Regions from separate parts of the Sus scrofa genome. Here region 1 is linked to region 2. The links are chromatin contacts, called in public HiChIP or PLAC-seq maps. All regions are on one chromosome and are shown on one strand. Each heading gives the region's core, a stretch centred on a gene start, on an enhancer-like site or on the middle of the called end of the contact. The rest is flanking DNA. Distances are from core to core; before and after follow the strand shown.

Evidence for each region. HiChIP or PLAC-seq counts read pairs in DNA pulled down with a chosen protein or histone mark.
Region 1: a contact with region 2 is called in an H3K27ac HiChIP or PLAC-seq map of alveolar macrophages. The contact joins the promoter of ZNF236 here to the enhancer-like site in region 2. A contact is called at or near these places in 2 of 5 promoter capture datasets (fetal skeletal muscle and liver), 24 of 47 Hi-C or Micro-C datasets (adipose tissue, alveolar macrophages, blood and 15 more) and 2 of 2 datasets of contacts at active chromatin or transcription factors (alveolar macrophages and skeletal muscle).

Annotation. Positions count from the first base shown.
Region 1 is chr1:147,779,518-147,784,374 of Sscrofa11.1, forward strand. ZNF236 (zinc finger protein 236) reads right to left here and starts at 2,644. Exons shown (of 33, transcript XR_002345824.1): 1 at 2,490-2,644.
Region 2 is chr1:147,674,279-147,678,927 of Sscrofa11.1, forward strand. It overlaps MBP (myelin basic protein), which reads left to right. Exons shown (of 7, transcript NM_001001546.2): 5 at 172-204; 6 at 4,168-4,290. Among named protein-coding and RNA genes, the nearest start is that of MBP, 27 kb to the left of the region's middle. Within about 2 kb of position 1,828, at least 17 of the 83 cell types and tissues checked have an H3K27ac peak or open chromatin away from gene starts, as enhancers often do. A contact at or near this core is called in adipose tissue, alveolar macrophages, mesenteric adipose tissue and 3 more, where this site is marked.

The sequences.
Region 1 (4,857 bases), core at 1,394-3,893, 110 kb after region 2:
GATCCTTTAACCTACTATGCCAGGCTGGGGATAGAACCCACACCTCTGCAGTAACTTGACCCAGGCAAAAATGTGTGTGTGTAAATATGCATATATTATATACATAATACATATATAAATGTATATATATTATGTACATATACATTGTGTGGTGTGTGTATTTTTTTTTTTTGGCCATGCCTGTGGCATGTAGAAGTGCCTGGGCCAGGGATCAGACTCATGCCACAGCAGTGACAACACCGGATCCTTAATCACTAGGCTACCAGGGACTTCCTTGAAACTGAGTAATTTTTAAAACACTTATTCACTGAAAAATAAATCTATTACATGTTAACATAAACACATATTATTATGAAATACACACTCTCCAAAAAGCAGTAAGAAGAGTTTCCACGTTCATAAATCTTTTTAATGTCTGGTTTAACACAAGACAGGTGGTTCCTCATCTCTGCTTCTGCATTCTCGTCATATGCTGTTTTTAAGTGGAATACAGAGAGACTTATAGTGGTGATCATTTTACCATGTATACAAATGTGGAATCATTATGTTGCACACCTGAAACAATGTTATGTCAATTATCTCTCTAAAATAAAACTAAAATAATGCAGCCTCACACAGTATGGTGTTTCCACACCTTGACTACTGCTAAGGCATGAACAGTTTTACGCCTAATTACCTGTGTGTGACTAGTGCAAATGTTAACCAAATGAAAAAGTCAAATGGTCTTAGTATTACTACAAAAATATTTACCTTGCAGACCCCTGAAATTGTCTCCATGAACTCCCACACTTTTGAAAACCATTGTGGTAAAGAATGACTGGTGGAAAGCGGGGGGAAAGTAGCAAAAAGGTCTGAAAGGTCTGAAGAGGCCTCTCTTAGGATGCTGAAGCACAGAGACCTACAGAAGAGGAGGTGGAGTCTCAAAATAGGGAACTGCAAAGGCCCTGAGACAGAAGTAAATGTGGTGTCATCTGGAATGCCAAGGACTGAGTGGTAGGGCAGGGCAAGAGCAAAAAGAGATGGACAAATGCCAGATCAGTTAGGATCCTGCAGGAGTGGGATTTTAAGTTAAAGGGATAAGGGATCCACAGCTTAATTTTAATCAGGGTGTGACCATGTATTTACATCTTAAAGAGAGCCTCAGGCCTACAGATGATGGGTTTATAGGACTGGCAGAGAGACCAGAGGCTCCTACAGAGCCTGAAAAATGGTAAGGTGGTAACCCAGGAGAGGGAAAGAGCAGGGCCAACTGAAAATACATTTGGGGGGTAGAAGCTACAAAACTTAAGAAATGTCTTAGGGAGTAAGAGAATTATTTTTCTAAGTTTGAGGCTTGAAAAACTAGGTGAAATGGGAGAGTGGAGGACGAATAATTTCCTGGCCTTATTCCAATGCAAATTTTACATTCTTTTTTTTCTCCTAAGCCTTTTCCCAAGTAACAGAGAGACACTGCACTTTGCTATTCTTAGCAGAAGTCATATCAACAAAAAACTTAATAAACACTGAATAAAATAAGGCCAAAGCAGGAAGAGAGCCCTTTGAGACCTGCTTCCAGACACCATCAGACACTAATCAAAATTCTGAGCGGTTATTACCCGACTACCCATCTGCACACCTGTATTTCCCCAAGTTCCACAAGGGCTACACGAAGTGTGAGCATCCTCGATGAAATTCACATTTACTGCGTGGCAGTGACGTCGGAACACCTTCCTAGTTTACTCGTCTGTCAATTTCAGCAACTGCAGTAACTAGAACGGTCCCATCTGGTTTGGTTCGTCCCCTAAGCTTACACCGACCCCTAGCCCGCCCCTCCTGCTCCCCGATGCCTGCGAGGGCACAGTGAGAAGCGCACGCCGGCCTGCCGGGTCCAGACACGGCCCCGCGCGCCCGCGTCCTGCGGGCACCAGCCCTCCGGGAGCCGCGGGAGAGGCCGGGGGGCCGGCTACCGGGCCCCCTCCTGCCCGCCTCGGGGCTCCGCACCCTCCCAGCCGCCTGCCCCCGGGCCCGCCATTCCCCGCACGGACGCAGCTTCCCAAAAAGAAGGCCTCCCGCGCCCCGCGCCAGCCTGGCTGCGTGGACGAAGAAGGAGGGTGCGGGAGGAGCGGGGCGCGGGGAGCTGGAGCGGGAGCGGGAGGGGGAAGGCGGCGCGCCTCGCCCCCGGCCCCGCCGCCGCAGCTGCCGCCCGCCCGCGCGGCCCAGGAAAGTAGGCCCAGCCCGGCGGAGGGGCCGGCCGCGCCGCGCCGATATCATTCCGCCCGCGCCCTGCGGCCGGCAGTCGGGAGGCGGCGGCGTCAGCGGCGGCGGGCGTGGCGGGGCCGCTCCCCGGCCTGGACCCCGGACCCCGGCCCCGGCCCCGGCCCCAGGCCGGGCCCAGCCCAGCCGCCCCGCCACCCCCGGCCCGGCCCGCTCCCAGCGCCCCCCGCGCCGCATCCGGGGACTATATTCGCGCGGAGCGGCACAGCGCGGCCGGCCGGGCCGGGGCCGCTTACCGGTGTCGCCGCGCGCCTTGCTCTCCTTGGGCTTCGGGGGGCGGCCCCGCGGCATCGTCGGCGGCAGCGGCGGACCACCCCTCGGCCGCACACACACTCACACACATACACTCGGCAGAGCGCGCACGCGCGGGGATCGGCCGCGGGAGCGCGGCGCGCGCCCGCCGAGCGGCGGAGGCGGGCGGAGCGGCCCAGGCAGCCGCCGAGCCCCGGCCGAGCGCCCACGGGCCTCACGGGGGGAAGGCGCCCGAGCGAGCGAACAGGAGAGCTCGAACCGCGCCAACTTCGGCGGGTTCCATGGCCCGGCGGGCCGCGTTGGGGGCGTTGGGCGCGGGCGCGAGGTGGGGGCGGGGGAGCGGCGTGGTGCGCATGCGCGTTCCGCCGTTCGGGCTTGGGCGACGGAGGGTGAGCGGGCCGCAGTCACTTGGAGGTGCTGGCCTCCCAGGCGGCTTGGAACACTAGCAGGCCGCGGAACCTCGCGCTCCTGGCGTCTGGGGCTGGGGGCCGGGCGACCCACAATGACCTGGCGGTCCTGGCCTCGAGGAGGTGGGGCGGGCGGGCCGCGGTCACCTGGCGGTCCTGGCTTACGTCTTGGGCAGCCAAAGTCACCCAACAGGTCGGGTCATGGGAAGTAAGTAGGAAAGGTAACCTTGAGCAGGCAGAGGTGGTGAGGAGGAGCTTCCCAGGTGGAGGCAGGTAAAAGAAAACCCCGACCTAGGGTCCATTATGTGCCACATGCGTAGTATGTGACACGTGTTTATATGCTCATGAATTCCAGGAAAACCAAGAGCACTTCGTCTTGATGTGTTGTTTCAGGAAGGCCCTGAACAGACTATAGTGGCAAAAAGCCCCGGAGCCAAAACTATCCAAAACATCAGTCTTGGACTAATGTTCCTATCTAATGTAATGCCTTAAGATTTATAGTTTCAAATGTATTGATTTTTTGTTGTTGTTGTTGTTAGCCACACCAACTTCCACAAAATTCAAACAGGAACATGACAGCAAAGTGTTAGGTAAGGTCAAGTAAAACAAAAGAAAACGTCTAACATAATATCCTCAGAAAAAAAAAAAACTATTTCAAAGGCACAAATAATAATCACTGACCATATTATGAGAGAATTCAAAGGTTAACAAAACAATCTCCCTCCAAAAAACTTGGACTCATCGGGCAAGAAAGACACAAAATTAGTCAAATGTCAGAGGCTTTATTTAAAAATCCACAGAGAACTTTGAGAAGGATAAGATTAATTACAGAGGGAAAAACCCTCTCTTAACTGAAACATTTTTAGTAAGTGGTTGTATTCTAACAGGATGTTCAGGTAGAGGCAACAGGGTAAAGAAACACTAGTGAGTCTTATCTGTCAGGTACTTTATATACATGAAGTTTATTAAAAAGTAGACCATCATAAAAGGAAACAAGTTCAGGTTATTTAACCAACATCAGCCAGCCAATGAATAGCAAATGGGATTTAGCAATCGACATCTGCTGGGGGGTTGAGTTTTTGCTTTTTTGTTTTTTTAGGGCCACAGGTGCAGTATATGGAAGCTCCCAGGCTAGGGTTCTAATCCAAGCTGTAGCTCCCTGTCTATGCCACAGCAACTCAGGATCTTTAGCCCACTAAGCAGGGCCAGAGGTTGAACTCAAATCCTCGTGGATACTAGTCACACTGAGGAGCAATGGGAACTCCTGCTCTTTTTTTAAACTTCTTGCCATGTTTTAGTGCTTTATATAGAATACTTCTAATCCTTACAACATTCTTGCAAGGTACTATTTTACAGATGAGGTTCAGAGAAGTATAGCCTGTAAGCAAATCCAAGCCCCAAACCAAATCTGTTTACCTGTTAAACCCATGCTCATAGTTGCATCAAAGTGAAAATCTACATAATTTTAGACAAAATACAGCTATTTCCATATGCATATTAGTGCTGGGTTACCATATAAGCCTGAGAAAACAGATTGGAAGGAGATCATAAGAATCCTTAGCCATTTGTAGGATCCGGCATTGCCGAGAGCTGTGGTGTACATTGAAGACATGGCTCGGATCTGGTGTTGCTGTGGCTCTGGCATAGGCTGGTGGCTACAGCTCTGGTTGGACCCCTAGCCTGGGAACCTCCATGTGCCACGGGTGCAGCCCTAAAAAGATAAAAAATAAATAAATAAAATAAAAAATAAGAATCCTTAGCCATCTGTAAATCAATATGGATGATGATGTGTTTATGAATGTATACTCTATTTTGTTCTGAAAAGTATTTGAAGCAATTTGTATTGGCGTAAAATAAATAGATGAGGAAATCAGGACAATGGAAAAAAATAGAAAATCAAACTGAGTAAGCACCTAAATAAAATCTCACGTTGTTATAAAAGGCA
Region 2 (4,649 bases), core at 578-3,077:
TCTCTGGGCAGCTCCAGGTGGCCACGGCCACCCACAGGGACATGGTACACGTGACAAAAGCTCTTTGCATCTCAGCACTGTGTTGTTTTGATTGTGTCTCCTGTTTTATTGAAAGAAGATGTTTCCCTGCACTGGCCTCCATGTCACTCTTTCTTTCTTTTCCTCACACAGGGGCGAGGACTGTCCCTCAGCAGATTTAGCTGGGTAGGTGACAAACGCATGTCCATCCCGCTGCCTCTGCTTCCCTCCTCACAGGCACTCGACTTTTCTGTTCTGCTCTGTTTCAGTTGCTCATGGGCCCACTTTCTTCCCCATCTCACCAGCTGGCCCGCGGCTGGTGCTCCCTCCTGCACTGTCCCCTCTCTGCTTCCCAGCCCCCACCCCCCGCCCCCGCCCCAGGCAACACCAAAAGCTCCTCCCAGGAGATGGGGTGACTCCACGTTTGAGGAAATGCCTGGTTTCCTGTCAAAGCAACAGATGAGAAAAGCTAGTCATGTGGTCCCCAACAGCCAGCCCTCCCCTCAGAGGCTGACATTTCCTTGAGGAAAAATGAGGCCACAGACAAGGGCAAAAGACACTAAATGAAGTTATTTGGTTTACAATAACCCACGTTACCTGAAAGAGTTCTGTGTCGATTTAGTAAAACTGAAAGCTTAGCTACCAAGCCAGCTAGGAAAACTTTTCTAGGAATTTCTGAGAACAACGTGTCCATGAAGACTTTAAACAGCCGATTTGTTGAATTTCCAGTAAAATTTGGTGTCTGAGCCACCTTAAACTGCCTACCTGTACTTTAACCAATTCTATTGCCCATAGTTACTAGTAAGTATCAGATATGGTTCTTACTTTATAAAATTTCCAGAATAAAAATAGAACCACTAACGTGTAGGCCAGGAACTGTGTCTGTCATAGAGACACAGCATCTTTATAGAGATGCACCCTCCAGTATCCTTGGAATCACAAGGTCCTTACTCTCTGGAACAGAGCCTATGTGTACTTGATGGTCAATTAATAATCATTAAAAATAGGAGTACCCATCTTGGCTTAGTGGTTAATGAACCCAACTAGTATCCATCAGGTTGTGGGTTCAATCCCTGGGCTCGCTCAGTGGGTTAAGGATCCAGCATTGCTGTGAGCGATGGTGTGGGTCACAGACATGGCTTGGATCCCCCGTTGCTGTGGCTGTGGTGTAGGCCAGCAGTTACAGCTCCGACTCAACCCCTAGCCTGGGAACCTCTATATGCCACAGGTGCGGCCCTAAAAAGAAAAAAAAAAATCATTAAAAATATATTTTAAAAAAATTTTAATATAAAAAAGATTCATAGAATGAATGAATTTAGAAAAAAAGAAAAAGAAAGAAGGAAGGAAGGGAAGGAGGCGGTGGGCGGGGGGAGAAGGGGGAGGACAGGGTAGGGGAAAGGGAAGGGGGAGGGAGAGGGAGGAGAGAGGAAGGGAGAGGAAGAGAGCTGCCCCCAGAGAAAAGGCAGAAGAAAGATTCCATGAACTGCTCCAACACATCATTACACTGGATTACGTACTGAGATATTTGCTGGAACATTTTGTCCAAATATTCCTGAGCCTTTTTCTGATCTAATGGGTTTGCTAAAAGGTGACAAACCTGTGGGACATTGACACAGTCCAGCACTCACAGCCAATTAATTACTGACTTTCTTTGCCAGCAGGTAACAAAGATGATATTGAAGAATGAAATCCATTTTTGACCCAGAAATCTTATTTTCATAATCGCCTGACCAAGCCTTCTAGGCATGGACCCAGGGCACAGTCATCACAGACTGGGCAGCGAGGGGAGGGTTGAGAGACGCTTTTCCTCCTGTCCTTAAAGGCCACCTCAGCCTCAGCAGCTAACAGCCCGGCCTTTGCCTGCTTCTCCTTCGTTTCTCCACTTGGGGTCCCACTAATCCGTCTGAAATTTCTCTTTTTCCCAAAGCAAAATCCTTCTCTGTGTCCCGAGAGCTAGTTAGTGTCTGTTTCCTAGAACTGCAGGACCGTCTGCCCGTTTGGAGTTTCTGAAACTGCCACCAGTTTTCTAAACTATGGTGTATGTTTTCTGGTAAATTCTAGGTTGCTCAAAGATAGAAGTGACCGAGAATTTGAAAGGAGAACAGTTAAACAGATTACTAATCTGAAAGCCAATCTTTGAATTTAATTCTCAGAAGCTCTTTACTTTTGGAGAAAAACAACGGAGTTAGAGAATGGCTTAGCACTTGCTCGGGAAAGCATGGATTTCCACCATCTCACGTCTGTCCTTTGGCACAGCCCTCTTTACCTGTCACCTGTCCCTCCATGTACCACCACGGAGGGACCATGTCCGTGGGAGCCCCTAGGGTTCAAGGGCAGCTCTGGGTTCATCTCATATGCAGTCCTGCATCTTCCCTGCTCTGTCCCTTATGCACGTGATAACCCCTGAAACAAAACCTTCACATGACAGTAGCTGCCTCTGAGTGGCCAGTGTCTGGGGGTTGGGGTGATGGAGGGGCAGTGTCTTGACAGATGGCCCTGGTCCAGCCTCAGTCCAAACCTGAGATAGGTGAACTAGTGAACCAGAAGAATTTTGAAACTTCTTCGCTTTCTTTTTAGGGCCACACCCACAGCATAAGGAAGTTCCCAGGCTAGAGGTTGAATCAGAGCTGTAACTGCTGGCCTACGCAGGATCTGAGCCACATCTACGACCTACACCACAGCTCACGGCAATGCTGGATCCTTAACTCACTGAGTGAGCCCAGGGATTGAACTTGCATCCTCATGGTTGCTACTCAGGTTCGTAACCCACTTGAGCCACGGTGGGAACTCTGAATCCTGAACCTTCTAGAACCCATTTCCAACACCTCTAAACTAGAGCGATGGGTTCGATGGTTTCTTGAACCCTAAAACACACTCGGGAAACTTAAAAGGACTGTGGGCTGAGGCAAAGGGGTCTGGGGTTTGGATCAGGAGATGGTTTTACTTTGTTTCTAAAATTCTCAGGAGCGGCACATGTAAAGAGCCTCCCACCTCTTGCTGGCAAAATGTAAAATGAGTCTCGGAGCATAGAGATCCATGAGGTCCTGTGCTGATGCCTTGAGCTGCCTGTTTGGCCCCTGACGGACATGGCACCCACAGCTGGACACGTTTTACCCCCAATGCTGACATCCGTCATGACTGAACACCTGGACTTTCCCCTGTTCCTCTCTCTTGTTCACAGTACAAGCTCCCCTCTGAAGCTAAAGGATATTAGAACGCAAGCTGGTCCTAGAGACACATAGGTTTTTACATTTCGGTGATCACTGCCATTGCCATGTGCCGTAAAGGCAGCTCTCTTCATCTTCCCTGAAGTGAGCGGGGGCTTCTGGCGTAGCTGGAGGCAGGGGTGGGGGCTGCCGGTCTGTCTGGGAGGCCATCTTCCTTAATCCTGGCAAGCTCGGAAGTTCAGAGCTACAAGCTCCATCCTCAGAGCAGAGCATCCATTATCCCCATTTTATGCAAGAGGAGGCTGAAACTCAGAGAGGTTCTGACACTTGTCTGAGGTCACACAGCCTGGGAGTGGTGGAGACCTGCCAAGTTGCTGGCTCTGGGGCTACGCTTTGGTGCGCAGCCTGGGAGACATGGCTTCTCAGCTGGGACCTGCCCCCTTCCCTCTATCACGACTGGCTCCCAGCCCAGGCTCCAGGAAGAACCCTGGCCCCAGGCTACCATCCACATTCAGGACTCCCACACCAAGGCCAGGGGAGCTGGTCCTGTCTGTCCTCAGGAGAGGCTCCAGGCCAAGGAACTGGGAGGTTGGTCTTTGCATGTTGGAAGGTATGAGCCTCACATTTCACCAAGTGCAAAGGCTGCTGGTGTCTCCAGGCAGCAGGTGAGAGCCAACGGTTCGAAGGGCCAAAGGAGACCCAGGGCGGGGCACTTGGCTTCCCTTGGGGACCAGGCTTTGCACACACTCTCCCAGCATGTCTAGGGCTCCCCTTCCTCTGGGCATGTTTTGGGCCAAAGTTCTTGACCTTGTTTTGAGAGATGTTGGCTAATCTGCTGTTGAAACCCACACAGCATGGAGAGGGGAAGTGGCTGCTGCAGGGGAGGTTTGATCTTCCAGAGGCAGCTGCCCAGGTTGGGCCAGCATGATGGGCATGGGGCATCACTTGGGCACTGACTGAGAGGTGCCCTCTTTTCTTGCAGGGCGCCGAGGGCCAGAAGCCGGGATTCGGCTACGGAGGCAGAGCTCCTGACTACAAACCGGCTCACAAGGGACTCAAGGGGGCCCAGGACGCCCAGGGCACACTTTCCAAAATCTTCAAGCTGGTAATGTACCTTCCCGATGGGGGAGGGTCCAGGGCAGCCTCTAGTTTGTCCACCAGCTGCTTCTTAGCCGGTCCTCCTCCAAGTTGTTCAGAGCAAGCATTTCTCCAGGCACTGCCAGAGCAGTCACTGTGCCAGGTCACAGGCCCAGGCCCCCTCAGGGAGCTTGAGGACAAGGGGGCTACAGCTGGGCCCTGGCAGGGGCAAGATCAGGAGGCTTCATTGTCCAGGGAACCAGCAGGGGCTAAGGTGACATGAGGGTGGTTGTCAGGTGAGAGACCCCCGGAACCACAGTCAGTTAACACAGATGTTGGAGCCACACAGAACCAGGTCTGCCACCTTTCAGCCAAGTGACCTTGGCC